Regions from separate parts of the Drosophila melanogaster genome. Here region 1 is linked to region 2. The links are chromatin contacts, called in public Hi-C maps. All regions are on one chromosome and are shown on one strand. The core of a region is the stretch at or near the end of the contact, and the rest is flanking DNA. Distances in the headings are between cores, read along the strand shown. Region 1 holds the start of lncRNA:CR46035 (long non-coding RNA:CR46035). Region 2 holds the start of lncRNA:CR44331 (long non-coding RNA:CR44331).

What was found. Hi-C and Micro-C count contacts between places; a contact is called where the count stands out from the background.
Region 1: a contact with region 2 is called in a Hi-C map of the Kc167 cell line, with 3 times the contacts expected there. A contact is called at or near these places in 3 of 107 Hi-C or Micro-C datasets (the Kc167 cell line, the S2 cell line and embryo).

What each region holds. Positions count from the first base shown.
Region 1 is chr3R:17,701,767-17,705,338 of dm6, forward strand. It overlaps lncRNA:CR46035 (long non-coding RNA:CR46035), which reads left to right and starts at 1,929. Exons shown (of 1, transcript NR_133415.1): 1 at 1,929-3,572. All of the region lies in intron 4 of osa (osa,), which reads right to left. It overlaps lncRNA:CR46036 (long non-coding RNA:CR46036), which reads left to right. Exons shown (of 1, transcript NR_133414.1): 1 at 1-107.
Region 2 is chr3R:8,112,044-8,116,083 of dm6, forward strand. It overlaps lncRNA:CR44331 (long non-coding RNA:CR44331), which reads right to left and starts at 1,960. Exons shown (of 2, transcript NR_125107.1): 1 at 1,066-1,960; 2 at 656-1,005. The region is part of intron 3 of puc (puckered); the gene reads left to right.

The sequences.
Region 1 (3,572 bases), core at 679-3,178, 9.6 Mb after region 2:
CTCTGGCCCGGCCCCCTTGCCCCATCAAATCGCAATCGAGCGCAGCTAAATAAAGTTCAGCCAAGATTTGCGCGCCAAAAGTGTTGAGAGTTCGATTTTTGGGCACGATTTCAGAGAAGGGGACTCGCCCTTGGACCCCACTTGAAAACCGAAAGAGCAAAAAGCAAAAGACCCCATCATCTTTCATCGTTCGTTCTCAAGATGCGATGATGATGTAGCAGCATTGGCCACAAGTTCGACTTTTGGCCCTCGAAAGCGCACTTCACCGCATTTTATGCCGTGTCATCTGTGGACGTTCATTTAAATAAAGAATATGCATGCCTACATGTTAGTTGTTGGCTGGATGGGTAGGTAGGTATGTTTATGTCTGGCTGTCAGCTGCTGCCGATGGAACCGCTGGTACTACCGGCGGTACTGGTGCCTCTGGTGGGACCTTTGTGGCTTATCACCTTAAAACCTTTAGCAGTGAATGTGGCAAGCGAGCGTTGCAAAAAATAAAAAGGAAACCAAAAACAAGGACTGGCATACATGTGCTTGTTATGCGGCCAGCGAAGAGATAAAAAATAAGAGAATTAAATGCACAAAGGAGCGGCACACACGAAACCGGCGGAAAGGAGAGGGGCAGCCGGGAATTTATAAACACAGCCATTCTCGGAGAGAAAAAGTAATAAACTCGGGGATATCATAAAAATGAAAACAAGAGGGAAGGGCCAGGCCAACGCATGCAACCCGCATTCTGAAATACCCTAGCTGAAAGGTTTTGCCATTCCAATTAGTAAGTTTCAAGCTAGTAGGATGATGCGTTGTAAAGATTACGCTCTATCGTCATAGATTAAAAAAAAAACAGTTCCATTAAAAATTGCAGGAAAGCAATATTCCTAATAAGCACCGTTGTAAGAGTGTTTAACTAGCTATAACTATTTATCTAGTTAAAAGTATTAGTATTTTAAAGCAACTAAACCTTTTGCTAAGAATACCACTCAAGTAGCACAAATTATAATGCCCCACTGCAAAGGGTGAAAACCTCAAAAACTGAAGCAATGAGAATGCGAAACAAACAAAAAAATAGTTCACCACCACATCCCGCATAGTCTCAGTCTCAGTCCCAGTACCCGCCGTCGTCTCCATTCTCGCAATCTCCACCCCCTCAAGTGCAATGGTTGGTTTTCATTATGCACAGCTTGTTCGCCGGATCGGAGGGGTTTAACCTCAGAGCCAGGGAACGAGATACTATATATATATATATATGTATATAAAGAACAGAGCACAGCTGAGCGACAGCCAGTCCGACTGTCGCTCATTAGACATCCATCCTCCACCTCCCAGTGTGGGAGAGGGTCGGTCTACGTCTCCATCTGCATCTGCATCTGCGTCTGGGTCTGGGGTCTGGATCTGTTTCTGATTCTGAATCCGATTCTGGGTCCGAGTCCGCTCGGATCCATGCTCATGCAATTTCTGTTTGCGCTTGCTGGAAATTTTATGAGCGAATCGAAAGTTTGTGCAATTGTGTTGAGTGTGCATGGCGCACATTGCACAAGGCAACCCAGACAGTACCACAAAACGCAGATGAACATACAGTCCAACTTCCCTGTGTTGATCTACAAATCGAATCATACTGAATAATTACAGATTCCTGGAATTATGATTAAGATCTAAGAAGTAGTAGTACATAAGTTTTACTCATTATTTTCTATTGAATCCAAATCATGAATTAATCAGAAATTATATTTTTAACCAAAATGTTATGGAAATCAAGCATTTCGAAAATTATAGCAATAATCAACCATCTGAAGTCCTTAGGGAATTCTTGGGTTTTTTTTTTGTTCATGATAAATAGTTCGAGTTATAGAAGTTCGACTGTATATAGAGAACAAATACTCGCATATTCGTTTATTCGTATACCAGCAGCAGAAGTCGCTTTGGATCTGCTCGGTTCGGTTGGGTTTGGTTCGCTTCGTTTTGTTTCGTACCGTTTCGTTTGCTCGTTGGCTGCTTTTGCCAGCGGAGCAGCAGTCAGTCGGTGGCCCCAATCCTTGCCCCGCACCTTCCGCCCTCATCCACTTACAATATGGCAAACTAACAGACTGTCAGACTGACTGGCAATCCGACGCAGCAACAGAGCAACAGACCAACAGCCACTGGCAGCAGTAAAAGCGAAAAAACGAACAACGAACGAACAACAACAGCCAACGTTGGCAGTCAACCACTTTGAGTGCTCAGACAAATGTCCCATTAATCGCACACTGGGCTCCAACCGAAAACACACGGCCCAGAGTCGCAGCCAGAGCTGCCAGAACCGGCAAGAGCCAGAGCCACAGCCACAGCCAGGGCAATAGCTAAAGCAAAAGCCAAAGCCATAGCCAGAGCCAGAGCCAGGCCAGACCAGACCAAAGCGATCCAATCCGACCGACCCTACTCGACTCAACTCGACTCGTTTCGAGCAACGTTTCGATTCGTTCGTGGTGTGTATCCAAACGAGTGAACTGAAAAACAAGCGCACAATCACACGACTCTCTGTATGTATAAAATTTGTATGCGTTCGAAACGAGGCAGTACACTGAAACATAAGCTGGGCGGCCTTTTGATAGGATATTATAAAGAACCATTACCTTGCCATTTTCATTAAATTATTGTTTCTGATCAAGTCACTCATCAAAAGACTGAACTTTGGCCTAAGATTCCAAACCCAGAGTAATCATATATTTCTTTCAAAGAATTCTTCTCTGTGCATCAGCGCCAACTGAAATGAACGTTCTTTTTATTTCGACTTTATTTTTGCCTTTTTTACTGGCTGCGCCGCCTGTTAAAATGAAAAACGATGATGATGCCGCCGCCGCCGCCGCTGCTGCTGCCAACAATAACAACAACGACAACGCAGCAGAGTCGCAGGCACAGCAATGAGTGGAGCACTAAAATCCCAGCAACAACGGACGAAGAAAAACCGGCAAAATTGTTCATTGGCAGTTGGAAGGCACCATAATGAAGGGGCACAGGGCACGGGGAAGATGGGGGGACCCGGTTGCGGAAAGGCCGTGCCATGTGGCTCTGGGGCTTTTGGGCTCGCAATCGCAATAGCAATAGCAATGGCATTCGCATGCCGGTGGTTTGAGTTTGGGCCCAAAGCCCCAACCGTGTGCACTGCACCACAGACAATTTCGGCTGGCATTAAATGAATGCAGCAGTTGTGTGCTGCTGGCGGCTGGCTGGCCCGCAAATTTCAGATGCTGATAGGCATACAGATAGATAGTCATGCCAATTGCCCACAGAGCAGAGAGAATATGACGCAGAACAGTCGACTTGAAATAAGTTTCTAAACTAGGACACGTCGATGGGGCTGGCTGTGTGCTCTTGAAAATCAATGGGACTGCCACCAGCCACTGGGTGGCTTAAATAACACGCTATATAGAAAAGGTGTCCCAACTGCCGCAGAAAGAGGAAAGCGGCGGCTAAAAGCCATCAGTAGTTAAATATTATTGCTGGCAGTTGGCTTTTGTTCAGCAACACACGGCGAATTTAAAGCGGCTTACAAAATGCAATTCGAAATCGACCAGCTTAAATAACAATGGACGGGC
Region 2 (4,040 bases), core at 710-3,209:
CTTTAGCCGTGGAATATAATGCTGACGTCAATCGCATTTTTCCATTTCCATTTTCTATGTCCAAAGCTGTTCATCAAGTATTTTTGTTTTGCTTTTTTTATACACATATGTATGTATATATATTTTTTTTCATCCAAGCTAATGTCTTGGCACGTGTGCACGAGCTTTGTCGTTCTTATTGCTGCTTTTGTTTCTAGGTATTATTAATGTTTTTTGTAGCGTCTGTGGTTTAAGTAGTGCAAATATTTCATTTAAAACAAGCGCGAGAAAAAAAGTGTGGGCGGGTATGAGCGACCGACGACCTCCAAACTAGACGTCTCTAAAAAGTGATATTATTGTTCTACACAGCCACGGATTGTATCGTACTCGGTTTTCAAAGCATATGCTTAATTTTAAATGCCTTTGACCCTATTTTAAGTAAATATGAGTATTTGTTGGATTATATTTCAGTACCTTGAATGAACAGGCCAAATTCGTAAAAGAAACTATGTGTATGAAATGGATCCTAGACCTTATTCATATTATAAATTGAATTACAGGTTAAATAAAGTTATTTTATTTTAAAATCAGCAATAATCCTTCTTCATAAAATAAAGTTAAAAGGCTCAATGTGCCATTTTAATCTTTGTTATAATCTTAAGTTAATAGCTAATTTGGAGTAAACCGTAAAAAATTTCAAAGCAAAGCTCAAGTCAAAGTAATTTCCAACGTGGAATACATGTACATATCTATCCAACTCCCTCGCTCCCATGGAGGCAATTGGGGTGCGTTGATAAGGAGCAATGCTCCTTCCACCTCAAAAAGTTTTTGTTGTGACTTCTCCTACGCTTATCCATTCGCCTCTCTTCATCGCCTCCTTCGCTCCTTCCGTCCTCTGTCCCTTCTTCTTCTTGGTCGTCGCATTGTTGTTGCTGTTGCGTGTTGGCGTTGGCAGACAGCATGGCGGCAGCGGCGTCGTCGTCGCATTGTTGTTGCTGCCGTAACTGTGTTGCGACTTTGGCCACACTGAAAAACATAACTGATAGAAATAAGGATTTGAAAAAAAATTACTCTTTTAGTTCACACCTACTCATTTAGTTCCACCTGAGATTTGGTGCTTCAATATTTTTTAAAACGTAAGATGGTATAATATTCTGTCTAATCTTAACGAAACGCCTGAGTTACTTGAAAGCTATAGCCTTGCGAAGGTCGATCTTTGTAGATAAAAGTTTATCATAGAGTAAACTCGGTAGAATATGATAATAGGAGCCACAACTATAGCCGTTTTTGTCGGTGCAGACAAGTTTGCACGGGCAATGGAAACTTTATGCAGATTGCAGCACCAACAACAAGGCTAGCTAACCCAACCAGCCAACCGCAAACGTCCTTTCTGATAAGGGTTGTGTCGTCGACGCGCCTCCTGCGCTGCCCGAGTGTTAATGTATTTTTGGCCACCACTGTGCCCTGGCTCGATGATGACTCATCGCCATTACGTTTCGTTGTTCGTTCACAATGCAATGTGGAACACAGAGAGCGAGATGGCGAGAGAGTGGGTGGGCGATAGGTGGTGGTGGGTGGGTGGATGGATGGATGGTTGGGTGAACGGTACAGCCGCATCGATTTTTCTGTTGGCTTCTTATTGTTGCTATTTATTGCGCCGCCAACGGCACTTCTCACCCCTCTCTTTTCCTCCGGCGCTGTTTCGTTTTGGCATATGTTCTATTTTTGTAAACATTTCGGTTCCTGTTCATGAGTCATCGATTTGGTTTTTTCTTCTTTTAGTGGGTTATCCTTGTGCGTGCGGCCTCGGCTGTTGGTGTTTTATGGTCGTTGTTGTTGTTGTGGATTTCAGGTGCGGGGCGCAGCAACAGCTGGTTAATATCGCTTCCTCTCTCGCTTGCCTGCGCTCTTTATTTTATTTGCATCTGTCGGATCAGAATCCTTGGTTCAGACTTCTTTTGACCGCTACACAGAAAGAAATCTAAGTAACAAATTTTTAAAATGGGATTAAAGCTTTAAAAAAATTTTAAAGTGTGCTTCTATTAATTGTTGCTCCTTAACTTCGCCGCTTTTATACATGCTTAAGTATTATTTTTATAAATGCTCTACCTCTCTCGCTCACTCACACCCGCGCAGCAACACATTAGTACTCAGGCACGAAGTAACGGTGGGTGGGGAGACGGACAAGAGAAAGAAGAAGCAAAAGGAGGTGGCGGCGGCGGCGGGAAAGAAGAAGCAGGGAAAAGTATACGTACAATTTTGTACTGAGTGCATGAGTCATGATTTCGCTTCTCTGTTTGTGTTTGTGAGTTTGTGTGTATTTGCCCCGGCCTTTTGCGCATTCGTTTTTGGTTTGCCGTCGTCACCTTATGCCTATTATTATTGTTTTATTTCGCCTGAATATATGCTGATCCCCTTCTTAGTGAGCTTCCTCTTCTACCGTACAACTTATGATTTCTCATTGTTCCGCTGCTTTTCGTTTTCCATTCATTATAACAGCACTTTGTGTGCGCGGGGGTGGCGGGGTGTTGGGGGATGTGGGGAAAGAGGAAGCACCGCTATTTTGAAGCAGAGCTTAAAATGAACTCAACGCCGGCAGAGGCAGCGGCAGTGGCAGCGGCACCGGCAGAGGCTCATTAGGCGACGGTAGAGTTCGAGGCCCCAATTGTTGTTGTAGTTGTAGTTGTCGGATAATGCTAATGTCATTATGCTGTGTCATTAACATGAACGATAAACCAAACCGAGCCACTTGGCCTAGAAAGCAATCAAAGCCTCAATTGTCAGGAAATTGAGCGGTATTTCAATCGGTAGTATTCGCTCTATTTTACTTGTAATGGAGATTTAAGCGTTACAAGGATTTTTCAGATATCCCAAAAAGTTAAGAACTAAAAAATTAAAGACCAATTTACTAATAACAAATGAAATTTGCATCTATTTCTGTACATATGTATGCAATGTTTTGTTTCATAAACCAAGAAAAAGAGGTAAAATCTTACTTCCTTCAAGGTATCTGACATTTTTAAACACAAGGCCATAATTATAAACAAACGTTCCGCTTAAATTGGCCAAGAATACCAGATGCTGAGGTAAATAAACATAATAGCAAGGTTTAAATTCGAAATAGAGATCTCTCACAGCAATGCTCGATCTATTATCTATTATCTATTATCTAGGGGCTTTCTAGCCGATTCCACATCCTTTCCTACGATTGCCATCCAATTTGTCAACTTATCGCCGCGATGTCTGTACTGACTGTACCCATATTATTTGCGCGCCAAGCTATCAAGTTATCAAGCCGTCAACTTTTATCTGCCAACGACGGAGAGGCCTCTTTGGCGAACTAACTTAATCTACAACGGAGCATACAAACACACATATGTACATATATAGATTTGTATATATACGGTTACAGGTTACGTTTACGGGGCATTCGAAGTACAATTACGGGTTGTGGACACACGGTCGTAGAAGCAGCTAAGCAAACTGAAAGCTGAGGCCCCTCGAGAACATTTGGCGATAGTCACATTCTATATACATACATATATACAATTGGACAGCTGATTAGATAAAACTATGAATGCATATGTTCAAATATATACCGAGAGTTTAGAAAATAGATTGTTCTAATATAAAAAGTCAATATCGTTGTCCCAAGTAACTCAGCCAAAAAGTACTCAGTATAAAATGAGAGAACCCAAAAAAAATCAAAATCCTTCGGCTAATGAGTAATCGAGAATCCGTTGGCAGACAACAAACAAAAAAGAATTAACCGAAACAACAACCAAAAACCCGAGGTGACATTTTTGTTGGCCCCCGTGCGCATAATTTCAATATTCGTCAGCCGGCTATTTTTAAAATGCAAAAATCGACCAAGCGAAAAAAAATGAAAATATTCGCACAGGAATTTCAAATTTGAAATTTGCGTTGCGGCTTCGTTCTTTTTATTGTTGTATCGAATGTATAAGGCTCTTAATCATTTTAAAAGGGAACCCGAGGCCCACACTTCCTCGTTTTTCTCTACAGAGAAAAAAATATGATTAATATACACATGAATTATTTAG